3 separate regions of the Pan troglodytes genome follow, and regions 2 and 3 are each linked to region 1. Evidence: chromatin contacts called from public HiChIP or PLAC-seq data. All regions are on one chromosome and are shown on one strand. The core of a region is the stretch at or near the end of the contact, and the rest is flanking DNA. Distances in the headings are between cores, read along the strand shown.

Evidence for each region. HiChIP or PLAC-seq counts read pairs in DNA pulled down with a chosen protein or histone mark.
Region 2: an H3K4me3 HiChIP or PLAC-seq map of stem cell-derived excitatory neurons shows a contact between it and region 1, with 5 times the contacts expected there. The contact joins the promoter of CDK15 here to the promoter of NOP58 in region 1. A contact is called at or near these places in 1 of 7 Hi-C or Micro-C datasets (stem cell-derived neural progenitor cells) and 1 of 1 datasets of contacts at active chromatin or transcription factors (stem cell-derived excitatory neurons).
Region 3: an H3K4me3 HiChIP or PLAC-seq map of stem cell-derived excitatory neurons shows a contact between it and region 1, with 7 times the contacts expected there. The contact joins the promoter of ALS2 here to the promoter of NOP58 in region 1. A contact is called at or near these places in 1 of 7 Hi-C or Micro-C datasets (stem cell-derived neural progenitor cells) and 1 of 1 datasets of contacts at active chromatin or transcription factors (stem cell-derived excitatory neurons).

Annotation. Positions count from the first base shown.
Region 1 is chr13:104,292,362-104,296,535 of NHGRI_mPanTro3-v2.0_pri, forward strand. NOP58 (NOP58 ribonucleoprotein) reads left to right here and starts at 2,144. Exons shown (of 15, transcript XM_516036.8): 1 at 2,144-2,853. The coding sequence starts at 2,809.
Region 2 is chr13:103,835,809-103,840,387 of NHGRI_mPanTro3-v2.0_pri, forward strand. It overlaps CDK15 (cyclin dependent kinase 15), which reads left to right and starts at 1,628. Exons shown (of 14, transcript XM_009444001.5): 1 at 1,628-1,989; 2 at 2,696-2,845; 3 at 3,059-3,153. The coding sequence starts at 1,867.
Region 3 is chr13:103,809,953-103,814,387 of NHGRI_mPanTro3-v2.0_pri, forward strand. It overlaps ALS2 (alsin Rho guanine nucleotide exchange factor ALS2), which reads right to left and starts at 1,878. Exons shown (of 34, transcript NM_001079920.1): 1 at 1,816-1,878.

The sequences.
Region 1 (4,174 bases), core at 894-3,393:
TCTCTTGTCTCCCTGACCACACTGGATTACAGCTGTAACTATAATCAACCATGCTTTTTTTCTTTTTTGAGACAGGGTCTTGCTTAGTAGCCCAGGCTGGAGTGTAATGGCGAGATCATAGCAGGCGTGAACCATGCACTCGGCCAATTATGCTCTTGAATTCACCCTAGGCCGGGCGTGGTAGCTCATGCCTGTAATCCCAGCACTTCGGGGGGCTGAGGCAGGCGGATCACCTGAGGTCAGGAGTTCAAGCCCAGCCTGGCCAACATGGGGAAACCCCGTCTCTACTAAAAATACAAAAACTAGTTGGGCATGGTGGCGCATGTCTATAATCCCAGCTACTGGGGAGGCTGAGGCAGGAGAATCACTTGAGCCCAAGAGGCAGAGGCTTCAGTGAGCTGAGATCGTGACTGAGATCGCGACACTGCGCTCCAGCCCTGGCGACAGACTGAGACTCCGTTTCACAAAAAAAAAAAAAAAAAATTCACCGTAGATTCCTCTGTCCTGTGACTTTATGTTATTCAACCCAGGATTTTCTTTCCTCTTAATCTCAGGTTGCAGAGTTGCTACCTATTTAATGTTCCACAATCTTGAGCAGGTTGCAATTTTTTTTTTTTTAGATGGAGTCTCGCTGTGTCGCCTAGGCTGGAGTGCAGTAGTGCCACCTCGGCTCACCGCACCCTCCGCCTCCTGGGTTCAAGCAATTCTCCCAGCAGGTTGCAATTTAATGATTAGGAACAATCTGCATATAGGGCCTGGGAAGTGAGTAAGGAAATTTTACCCCTGTTGGAAGACAGACTTGTGAAACAACTGGGGTATTTAATCCCAGTCCCTGAGACTGAAAGGCTTCCAGAAAAGTAAGTAACACTAAATCAAGAAGACAGTCTAAATTCAGCCCCGCACAGTGGCTCATGCCTGTAATCCCAGCACTTCGGGAAGCCGAGGTGGGTGGATCACCTGAGGTCGGGAGTTCGAGACAAGCCTGACCAGCATGGAGGAACCCCATCTCTACTAAAAATACAAAATTAGCCAGGCATGGTGGTACATGCCTATAATCCCAGCTACTCGGGAGGCTGAGGCAGGAGAATTGCTTGAACCCGGGAGGCAGAGGTTGCAGTAAGCAGAGATCATACCACTGCACTCCAGCCTCGGCAACAAGAGTGAAACTCCGTCTCAAAAAAAACAAAGAAGAAAAAGAAAAAAAAAAGACATTCTAAATTCATACCCTGGGGTCATTTTAACAAATGCAGCAAAAATAGGAGAGGCTTATTGAAAGAAAACTGTGCTAATAATTCATTTGGCCAGACAGAAAAGAACGGCCAGGAATGCTCACAAATATAGTGACAGTAATGGTGTTATTCTGAGGCCTTCGCCTCAAGGCAGGGCTTGAAAGGGGATAAAGTCTAACGGCACTAGCTGGCATTTCAAATTCTAGATGCCTGAGGCAGACTGGCACCGAAACAGCTCCTCGTTTCTCTCAAAGTGAACATATAATTCATAGAGGGTTAACAAAATAATATCGTGAAGTTTTTCCCCTTTAAATCTCTAGCGGTGGCGGGGCGCGGTGGCTCACGCCTGTAATCCCAGCACTTTGGGAGGCCGAGGTGGGAGGATCCCTTGAGGTCAGGAGTCCGAGACTAGCCTGGGCAACATCGTGAAACCCTGTCTCTACAAAAAATTAGCTGGGTGTGGTGGCACAGGCCTGTAGTCCCAGCTGCTCCGGAGGGTGAAGTGGGAGGATCGCTTGAGCCTGGGAGTTGGAGGTTGCAGTGAGCCGTGATAGTGCCACTGCACTCCAGCTTGGGCAACAGCCAGACTGTCTCAAAAAAAAAAAAAAAAAAAAAAAGGCCGGGCCTAGTGGGTCACGCCTGTAATCCCAGCACTTTGGGAGGCCGAGGCGGGCGTATCACGAGGTCAAGAGATCGAGACTATCCTGGCCAACATGCTGAAACCCCATCTCTACTAAAAATACAAAAATTAGCTGGGCGTGGTGGTGTGTGCCTCTAGTCCCAGCTACTGGGGAGGCTGAGGCAGGAGAATTTTTTTTTTTTTTTTTTTTTTTGAGACGGAGTCTCGCTCTGTCGCCAGGCTGGAGTGCAGTGGCAGGATCTTGGTTCACTGCAAGCTCCGCCCCCTGGGTTCAGGCCATTCTCCTGCCTCAGCCTCCCGAGTAGCTGGGACTACAGGCGCCTGCAACCACACCCGGCTAATTTTTTGTATTTTTAGTAGAGACGGAGTTTCACCGTGTTAGCCAGGATGGTCTCGATCGATCTCCTGACCTTGTGATCCGCCCGCCTCGGCCTCCCAAAGTGCTGGGATTACAGGCGTGAGCCACTGCGCCCGGCTAAGAGAATTTCTTGAACCCGGGAGGCGGAGGTTGCAGCAAGCCGAGATCACACCACTGCACTCCAGCCTGGGTTACAGAGCGAGACTCCGCCTCAAAAAAAGAAAAAAAGGCGCAAAGGCTCCGTTCAGGCCCTAGATCCCGCGATACAAACTTTCTCGGCCCGCCCCAGCCCGCTGTGGCGGGAACATTCTGGAAGTGACGGCAATCTCTGCGGCAGTCTTCTGTCGGAAGTGACGTCGCTATCCCAGAATCCTCAGAGAAGGAGTAGCGCGTTCGTGCGTCCTAGTTCCAGTACAGCGTGGAGGGCTTAGGCAGCGTGTTCTGATTCTCTGCGGGACGGCGAGCGCATTTGTGCTTTGCCCGCCGCGGCCTAGGAGGCCTTTTGAGGCCGCGTAGTCGGTGTTTTTGAACTGACTCCACAGCTTCTGGCGGGCCGTGCGGCGCCCTGACCCGGCCTCACCATGTTGGTGCTGTTTGAAACGTCTGTGGGTTACGCCATCTTTAAGGTAGGTGGGAGAGCGAGCCGTTAAAGGGGGAAGGCGGATGCTGGACAGACGAGGAGAGGGAAAGACTTAAGCACGGAACTACTCAGAGTAGCGTGGGTGCCTGTTATAGCCCGGGCTCTGGGAGGAGGGAGAAGGCCTTTACACCTGAGAGCCATGTTACGTATAACACGTGGCCCCGCCGTTTGGGGAGACCCGTTCTGCATTAGAGGATTTTATTTCCTCCCGTTGAAGAGGTGGGCAGGAGGCGTGTTAGAATTTAACAGATTATAGGGAATTCGGACTTTATTCTAGATGTTTTGAGGAATGATCGAAAGATTTTTTTTTTTTTTTGAGATGGAGTTTCGCTCTTGTTGCCCATGCTGGAATGCAGTGGCGCAATCTTGGCTCACTGCAACCTGCGTCTCCCGGGTTCAAGCGATTCTCCTGCCTTGGCCTCCCGAGTAGCTGGGATTACAGGCCTCCATCCACCACCACGCCTGGCTAGTTGTTTTTGTTTGTTTGTTTGCTTTTTAGTAGAGACGGGGTTTCACCATGTTGGCCAGGCTGGTCTTGAACTCCTGACCTCAAGCGATCCACCTGCCTCGGCCTCCCAAAGTGCTGGGATTACAGGCGTGAGCCACCGTGCTCGGCCAATCGAAAGGATTTAAGCAGAGGAATGACCTGCTAATTTGTCTTAATACGGTTACTCTGCTGTGTGGAGATTAGACTCGAGGAGATAAGAACGGCAGCAAGAATACTTTTGCATTCATTTGGACAAGATGAAATTGCCTGGTATGGAGAGAAACAAATATCGATAGAAATTGTGAAGGTAGAACAGAAAGGACTGGCTAATAGATTGAATGTGGGGTTTTGGTTTAAATAAGATGTTAAGAAAGTTTCTTGTGGGGGAAGGACTAAAGATTTCCGGTTTGGGCTTTTCGAAGCTTGCGTTGTCTATTAGACCTGATAATGCAGTTGTGTAGATCGGGCAGTTCAGTATTTCAGATTTGAAGCTTAGGGGAAAACATCTGGGCTGGTAATGTCAGTTTGAGATTTGGTTGTTTTCGTGGGGAAAGTTTGACAAGTTCGTCAGCACTGAAATGGTTGAATGGTAAGACATTCGTATCGCAAGATGCTGTTGAGATGTTAGGAAGAATGAGTGAGATTGAGTGCCTTTTCTTGTGCGGTGCAACTCTTCTGAGGTCTGTGAATATAGCAATGAAAAATAAAGTTTTTATGTATATTCTACATATGTATATGTTGGTAGAAAGCAAAAACGCTAGGTAAAAATAAATGTAATACAATTTTAGCTATGAACCAAAAAACCATTTGTGGTGTGGAT
Region 2 (4,579 bases), core at 378-2,877, 460 kb before region 1:
TAAAAAATAATTAGCTGGTTGTCTTGGCACAGGCCTGCAGCTAGCTACTCGGAAGACTGAGGTGGGAGGATCACTGAGCCCAGGAGGCTGAGGCTGCCGTGAACAGTGATCACCTAGCTGGATTCCAGCCTGGAAGACAGAGGGAGACCCTGTTTCCAAAAAAAAAAAAAAAAAAAAAATGCAAGAAAAGACATCATAAACTTGACCTGGGACATAACTTTTATGTGATGAAATTCACAATCTTTTAGGAAGAAATTAGCATTTCTGATAAAATGTATTATAATTATATTATTATAAATTCAAATGGAATTAAATATTCTGAGAAACTAGCTTTTCACTCTCTCAGTTGTCAGTCAAAACTTTAATGGTCTTTGGCCGGGTGCGGTGGCTCACGCCTGTAATCCCAGCACTTTGGGAGGCCAAGGTGGGTGGATCACAAGGTTAGGAGATCGAGACCATCCTGGCTAACACGGTGAAACCTCGTCTCTACTAAAAATACAAAAAATTAGCCGGGTGCGGTGCCAGACGCCTGTAGTCCCAGCTGCTCAGGAGGCTGAGGCAGGAGAATGGTGTGAACCCGGGAGGCGGAGCTTGCAGTGAGCCGAGATTGCGCCACTGCACTCCAGCCTGGGCGACAGTGCGAGACTCTGTCTCAAAAAAAAAAAAAAAAAAAGTTGAATGGTCTTTGAGCCAAGTAGTCTTCCTTTTCTTCTTCTTCTTTTTTTTTTTTTTTCAAAAAATATCTCTAGATTGAATCTTGGAATTGGCTTAAGTCTCTTCTCTTGTGGCAATTTTGAAATGAAAAAATACATGCTCATAATGAAATTACCTGAACATTTAAAAAAACCATCATGAGGTTCGAATATCAAATATTCATAAATATTGTTGTGATAATAGACATAACTCTTATTTTTTCCCTTAATAATGATTGTTTATATATCCTCCATTCTGTCTCACTTTATGATTAGTACATTATAGTGGCAATAATCTTAGGAATCTAACAGAGAAAAGTGTTGCATTTGAAGACTACAGACTGCAAACCAATTTAAGCCAGATTCCTTGACATGTTGTGCTATTAATATAGTACTTTACATATAGTAAACATTAATTACATATATGTGGAAGGAAGCAAGCAAGAAAGGAAGAAAGTATTTCATTCAAACTCCTCTCTCTCCATCACCATTGGCTAATATCATCATTTGTACAGTTAAGAACAACATAGGTGCTCACCACATAGTTTTTGAATAAATGAATGAATGGCAACCCTTCTAAGACTATTGGACACACTATTGTTTGAAGGCAAAGAGATGCAGTAGATATCTTCAACTTTTTTCCTGTTTTATGATTCTGTGGTTTCTTTGACTACTAAAAGTTAGCTAGGTAGCAAATTTGTTTTAAAGTCTGAAAACCAAAATGCTTTCAGATAAAAGGTAGGGAGAAAAATACTCCTCAACATGTCCACTTTAGCATCAGGAAAACCTAATATCAATATCACCATCAATGATATCATATAAATATCATTGCATAGATAAGCAATGTCAATCCCTAAAAACTATGTATACCAATAGCAGTAACTTGTGGCCAGAACAAGAACCTTAACTGTGCCAAATTTCATTCTATTCAATAGCAGCTGCCTCGTTTTCAGTTGTGCACATCTGAATGCAAGCAATCCCTGTCTGATGTGGAGTTTCTTGCACTGATAAGGAAAAACTGCTGAAGTTGTGAGGCTGCTCCAGGCAGAGCCATCATGTGAGTCATATGAAAGCTCCACGCTGCTGACCTCTGGCAAAAAGGGAGAGAACAAGGATAGGAGAGGCAGTGGGGGAAAGGTTCAAGTGCGGGTTTTCTCCTTGAACCTAGAAGATTATGGGTCAAGAGCTGTGTGCAAAGACTGTACAGCCTGGATGCAGCTGCTATCGTTGTTCAGAGGGAGGCGAGGCACACAGCTGTCGGAGGAGTCAGCCTGAGACCACGGAGGCTGCGTTCAAGGTATTTGTATCCCAGGAGAGAGCATCTTTCTCTATTGATAAACCAAGGAGTTCAGACACTCCCTTTTTGTAGCGGGGTCTGATTCTTCTGCGGTAGGTCTAAACCAATAAAATGAAAATTCTATTAAAGTCACAGAAAATTTATGGCTGTAGTTATCAAATTTGGGGAATTTCTTGTAAACCAAAAGGGAAAAATAATCCTTGGCTTTGGGCTGCACGAAACTCACTTGGCTTGAAGTCGAGAAAGTAGTTCTCTCAAAATCTCTAAGGTCCTAAATTACAGAGCTGAAACTTAAAAGGCAAGCTGCAGTATTAGTTGGTATGCTATGGATTTGAAACTTTAGTAATTAGTTCATGATTATTAGCAATGCCATAGATTATTCCCCTACAGCAATAAATTAAGTGGACATGAAAAAAAAAAGCCAGACTTAATCAGAAAAAAGTTGCAAAACATCCATCAAAGAGATTTAGGTTAACCTGAATGTTAAAGACACATTTTTAGGTGAAGAAAGAATGTAGTATTTCAGGAGTTGATACCATTATGGTCTTTTTCAGGGATCTTTCAAGAAAAGTGCCTTTTGGGGGTACAGGAAGCTTAGAAAACATTTGAAGAGTGAAAATGAGGCAAATAAAGAAAAAATGGTTTTACCAGGCACTGAATCTTTACTTTGCATAAATTTTATTTCTGCTCTTTCTTTTTTCTCTAGCTAACAGACCTAAAAGAAGCATCATGTTCCATGACTTCATTTCACCCCAGGGGACTTCAAGCTGTCCGTGCCCAGAAGTTCAAGAGTAAAAGGCCACGGAGTAACAGTGATTCTTTTCAGGAAGAGGATCTGAGGCAGGGTTTTCAGTGGGTGAGTGAGCAGCTGATGTTGATCAAGAAGAATTTAATGTGAGCTTGTCTACGGAGGCTGGCCCTTGCTTCCAGGGCAATTACTGAGCGAGCCTTCCCAAGTCTGCTCTGGCAATGCTGTCTAATTTCCCTGGGGAAAAAAAGTCAACACTAAAAAAAGTGCTCTTTCTCTCTTCCCTTTCACCCGCTCCTTTTCCCCATTCCCCTAGAGCAGAGGAAGAGCCTCCCTTTTGGGGCAGCCTCATCTTACTTGAACTTGGAGAAGCTGGGTGAAGGCTCTTATGCTACAGTTTACAAGGGGATTAGCAGGTGAGTGACACATAGCTGGGAGAGACTTTAGAGATGAGAGTCCCGCCCCCCCAATTTCACATTATAAAGCCAGGTGAGACATCATAGAAGTTCATAGCACTCAGGACCTGTGCAAGACACCATGGCCGACAGGGAGAGAGACATGATGACTTAAACAGCCTTGAAAGAAAAACAAACCTGCCCTGCCCTAATTAAAATCAGCCCACTTAAATGTTTATCAGCCTTTCCCTTCTTGCATTCAATTCAGAGAATTCAAAGAAAATAGACATTCTCTACTACTGACCCAAAGAACAATTATCACTCTTCAGGCCTGTGGGAGGCACAGTTGGTAAAGCGTCTCTAACAGGTTTTTTATATCCCTCCCTAAATCACAATGACAGAGGTTTGTAATGGCAACCTGGAATTTGCTGCTTCATTCCTCCCCCTGGCCTTTATAGAAGAAACTGAAGTTGGTTTCTGCAAATTATGGTACATGCAAAAGATGATAAATCCTAGATTTTTTATATTTGCAAAATACACAAAATGTCTGGAGAATAAAAATACTGCTTATTCAAAAGCTAAGTACTAATTTTGGTAAACAACCAACTTTGTTAAATATATGTAAAAGATCCATGAATTCCCCTTTTAGTCAAGGTGGGAAAGTTGGATGGTCACTTTTTTCTTTATGTTACTCCAATAGAGAGAAAAGTAATGGCTCAATAGTGGTTAAATATTAATTTTAAAAATATAGCTGATCCGAGTGCAGTGGTGTTTACAACTACTTGGTCACAACCAGTTACAGATTTCTTTGTTCCTTCTCCACTCCCGCTGCTTCACTTAACTGGCCAAAAACAAAAAAAGAAAAATTTTGTATAACTACTCCAAGACTAAATATTTATTATTTATCTTAGTATTTATGCTGTTATTATTATTTTTACTTGTTAAAACAGGATTGTAGGGGACATACAGATTTATTTTATTTTATTATTTATCTATTTATTTATTTTGGAATGGAATCTCTGTCACCCAGGCTGGAGTGCAGTGGTGCGATCTCAGATCACTGCAACCTCTGCCTCCTGGGTTCAAGCAACTCTCCTGCCCCTGGCCCTTTATACTTTCTTAATCTGTTTTAGTCATGGTGTACATTAACTTTTTTCAATGCTGAGAACATCTGCAATAAATGACCACATTTTATTTTATTCTAAGCTTCCTCATATCAATTTGGCCATGGTAACTGTTTTCAAGGTGGCTCGGAACGGGGGCACCCTGGAACATACTTGGATACGTGGGCACCATGGACACTTCTGATCCTCTCTTCTGAGTTCTGACTTTGATTGTTCTGCACAGACCTTTCCAGCCCAAAGTTTGCACAGAATTCACTTATCTTTTCTTCTAGTTACTTTATGTTTTCTTTTTCATTTAACTCTTTCATCTACTGGGAATTTAT
Region 3 (4,435 bases), core at 628-3,127, 480 kb before region 1:
AACACTAACATCAAGACTCATTGAAGTTCTTAGCATACCCTTTGCTTCTTTAACAGTCAAAGTGCCCAAAGTAAGTGTTTCAAATGACAGCCCAAATTCTGAAAAACTGAAATTTGGAGAGAAGGGATTCCTGTTTATATTGTGTACATTTAAAAAGTAAATAGCCTGCATAATGCCACTCAAGTTTTGTTTTTTTCCCAAAATTATCGGTTTGGTATTTCATTTTTCTGGATCATTACAGTTTCAAATTTTAACACTATTAAACAACTTTGACGTTTTCTTGCTATAATTATGAATTTTAAATCTGCTAATACTGGTCATAGTTTAGAAACTAATAAATTCAAACCATGTATAGATTCTGTCAGTATCTTTTTCACATTAAAATGTCCTTATGGAACACCAAAATTACTACAGAACAACTTGAAATCATATTTTATAGCTACTTCCTTAAAATATTCAGTTCCCTTCCCCATCACTTAAGAAAAGAGTCAGTTTGGATCATGATGTAGTGGGTGGAATTAACTATAAAAACAGCTAATATGTATTGAATATTTACCATAAAACAGGCACTGTAATAAATACGATACATGAACCATTACATGTAAAGGTACTGTTATCAGGAAAACATTTTTATCCCCAATTTAGAGACAAGAGAACTGAGGCAGAGAGATTAAATAACTTGCCCAAAATCAAAGATGTAAATGGATGTGACTCTGGGTATGTTCAGATACAAAGCCTAGACTCTTAACCACTATGCTTATGTTATCAAGGTTAAAACACTGTAGTTTACTGCAAAAACAAATTTTTCACTGCTTTAAATTATTCATTAATTCAAAGGTCAACCGGTCACTCCAAATCATATGATAAATGGGGGGGGGGGGGAAATGTGGGACCAATAGGTTTGCTGAAGTTTTGTACCTGCTCAGAATAAACATATCACACAATTTTATTCCATATAGCCAAATATAAGGGTAACTGAGTAAAGATCTTCACTTGGGTACAGCAGTCAGTTCCTTCTCCATCCTAAACCAGAAAGAAAGCACTGTTCTTGGATATGCCACTTCAACAAGAGTGTTTTTTCTCTTCCACCATCAAAGCCTTAAGCAATAGTACGATTCTACCAGTCTACTGTTGCCTGTCTCCAAAGTAGCCCTATTATCCGAGGACGAACACCAGCGTCAAGGACCTGTGTTATTTTTCTGGCTTCGCTTCTCAAAATAACTTATCTTCTCCTCTTGATGAATTACTTGATAGGCTCAAAGACTTGCCTAAACTACTAATTCTTATTATCAAAGCCATTTTCTTTCTCCGCAACCGCCTTTTCAAGTAGCCCTTGGTCCACTCTTCAACGCGATTTGCACCCTGTGGCAAGGCCGCCAGGGACACTCAGCAGGGTTCCCGGCCACGGACCCCAGTTTATCAGCTCAGCGCCTAGTGTGGGCATTCAAGAAATTCTCGTGAATGAATAGCTGGAAGGCAGCGTGGGTGGAGGCGGGAAGAGGGGACTTGAAGGAATTTCACGCAGCTGAGACCACTGCAGCGGCGCCCAGTCTGGCGAGGGAGAGACCGGGGCAAGTGGGAGAACCTGGGGCCAAGGCAGGGGCCGCCTCGGGCGCTGCTGGACCGGCAGGAGCAGTCGATCGCACCCAGAGCTGGGAAAATGCGGGCGCCGTCTCCGCAGGCCCCCGCAGGGCGCTCTCCGGCCTCGACCACAGCCTCCGCCTAGCTCCCTGTCCCCGGCCTTCCGCATACAAGGGGTCCCAGCCGATAAGCCCTCCTTAGCCAATAGCCAACCCGGGACCCACGCTCGCTCACCTGAAGCTCCACCGGCAGCACCGCGCTCCGCATCCGGCGCGAGCTTGGCAACCCAGTGGGTCCGCGGGATCAGCTGATTCATGGAGGGCGGGGCCTCCGGACAGGGCGGGGCTGCAGGGCGACTAGCGAGGGTAAACGAGGGCGCGGGCGGCTCTTGGAATCCGAGCTCCTGGGAATTGTTCTTGGGAGACTGTCGACGGCGTCTGTTGGGGGTCAAAATTACTGAGAATGCGTTAGGCACTGCAGGCTACGTACTTGGGAGCACAGCCTCTCCCTTAGTTTAGGGCGGAGCTATCATTCCTGAGATGCGCTTTGATGATGACGTAGAATAGAGTCGTCCAAGCCTAGCTACCCGAGCGCTTCCATGGTAACAGGCAGTGGTGAAAGTGGTTGGGAGCAGCAGTCGTTTGTTACCACCTCAAACTGCAAGGGCCGGAAGTATAAAAGTAAAAAGGCTGAAATATTTTCAAATTGCCTTTATGGACAGTACCCTAACAGTGGTCGCTTCTCCCCCAAACTCCCGCGAATGACGTCATCGCCTCGCGGCCCCGTTTCGCCATTGTATTCTCAATGTGTAAACTTACTGGTTAGTTGCAACCCCAAAAGATGGGGTGGGATAGGAGAAAATGAAGTGGCCTCTCCAGTGATTCCCGTAGTACTCCCCAATATACAATCAGTAAAATCAGCTTTCTTGTCCCGCGCAGTTTCATAACACTGTTTTTCGCAGCCACAGTCCCACCCCACCCAGCCTGCACTCTCAAGTCCTCCCATGATTTTATGATTTTCCAGGGCTGCCACTCATGTCGCACAGTGGGTGGAAACCTTCTGCTGCTAGGCATTGTGCCATCGCTGGACCTGCAAACATGCAAATATTTAGACCATCAACGACAGATGTGTAGTCGGGTTCTGAAACTCCTATATCCTATTCACCAACACCCTCAACTCAATTTCCTCCCTGATCCTTCGCCCACCTGCAAAACTGTTAGTCTGCAACAGTTCAACCAACCTTGCACACTCCTGCATCGGTGCAGAAAATCACACAACCCTGAAAATTGGCACCACTGCGAACGAAAAGTGTCCAACTTCAGTCGGGACTTCCATGTGCGACTACGCAATATTGCTGAGCCTAAGACAGTCACGTTTACACATTGCTACTCAGATTATCTCCTATTCCCCTCCCCTGCTGTTCCCAGCCCTCACGCTCTTCTAACCTCTTACTGAACTCTACTCACTCACCCGCTTTGGTAAAAATAAAAATAAAAAATTTTGTCTCTTACATCTCTGAGGAAAGTGAGACCACTAGAGGTGAATTTCCTTAAATCCCAAATCCCATCAGCCACTACCACAAAACCTACCTGCAACCAGTTTTGATTTGTTTTGTTTTGTTTACAGGGAGTCTCGATCTGTCGCCCAGGCTGGAGTGCAGTGGCGCGATCTCGGCTCACTGCAACCTCCGCCTCCCAGGTTCAAGCGATTCTCCTGCCTCAGCCTCCCAAATAGCTGGGATTACAGGTGCCCGCCACTACACCCGGCTAATTTTTGTGTTTGTAGTAGAGATGGGATTTCACCATGTTGGCCAGCCTGGTCTCGAACTCCTGACCTCAATTGATCCACGTGCCTCAGCCTCCCAAGGTGCTAGGATTACAGGCGCGAGCCACCGAGCCCGGCTCCTTTTCACCGAGTCCTTTTCTTCTCCCTCTTTCTTCTTAGAAGATCCTGAACTCAGGATCCCTAATCTCCCCAAAGGAAAGACTTTGTTCTGTTGATGAAAAAAGACAAACTTTATAAAATATTTGAAGAGGTTAAATATACTCTGATCGAAACATGAGTAACCATGGCCTGGGACACAGCCTCAAGAAGTCCTGAGAACATGTGCCCAGGGTGGTTGGGTTATAGCTTGGTTTTATACATTTTAGAGAGACAGAAGTTATAGGCAAAGACATAGATCAATACATGGGGGGCCGGTGGTGCTCACAGATTATAGGTGGATTCAGAGACTTTATGATGGGTTGAAAAAGCTAAGCTTTTCCTAAAGAGTTGAAGTTAGCAGAAAGAAATGTTTGAGTTAAAATGAAGGGGGTTATAGAAGCCAAGGTTCTTGTTACGTAGATGAAGCTTCCAGGTAGCATATGTTATAGGACCTTAAAATGTGTCAAGACTCTTGGTTAAATCTCTCCTGGATCAAGAAAAGACCTGAAAAAGGAAAGTGATTCTGTATAAAATGCAAATTCCCCCAACAAGAGACAGCTTTGCAGGGTCATTTCAAAATATGTCAAAGAAATATATTTTGGGGTAAAATATTTTTATTTTCTTCAGGGCCCACTATCTGTCTTGTAATGCTATACCATAGTCAAGTTAGAGTTGGATAATCTTATTGCTACAAGAGTCTATTTTGTCAGTCTTATGATCTCTATTTTCATTTCATGAAAATGGTTTAGACCACTTTAATGCTGGTCTAAACTCCAAAGGGAGAGGATATAATGAGGTATGTCCAACCTGCCTTCCCATCATGGCCTTAACTAGTTTTTAAGGTTTTCTTTAGGATCCCCTTGGCCAAGGAGGGTGGAGGGAGATCTATTCAGTTGGTTGGGGGGGCTAAGAATTTCATTTTTTTATTTAC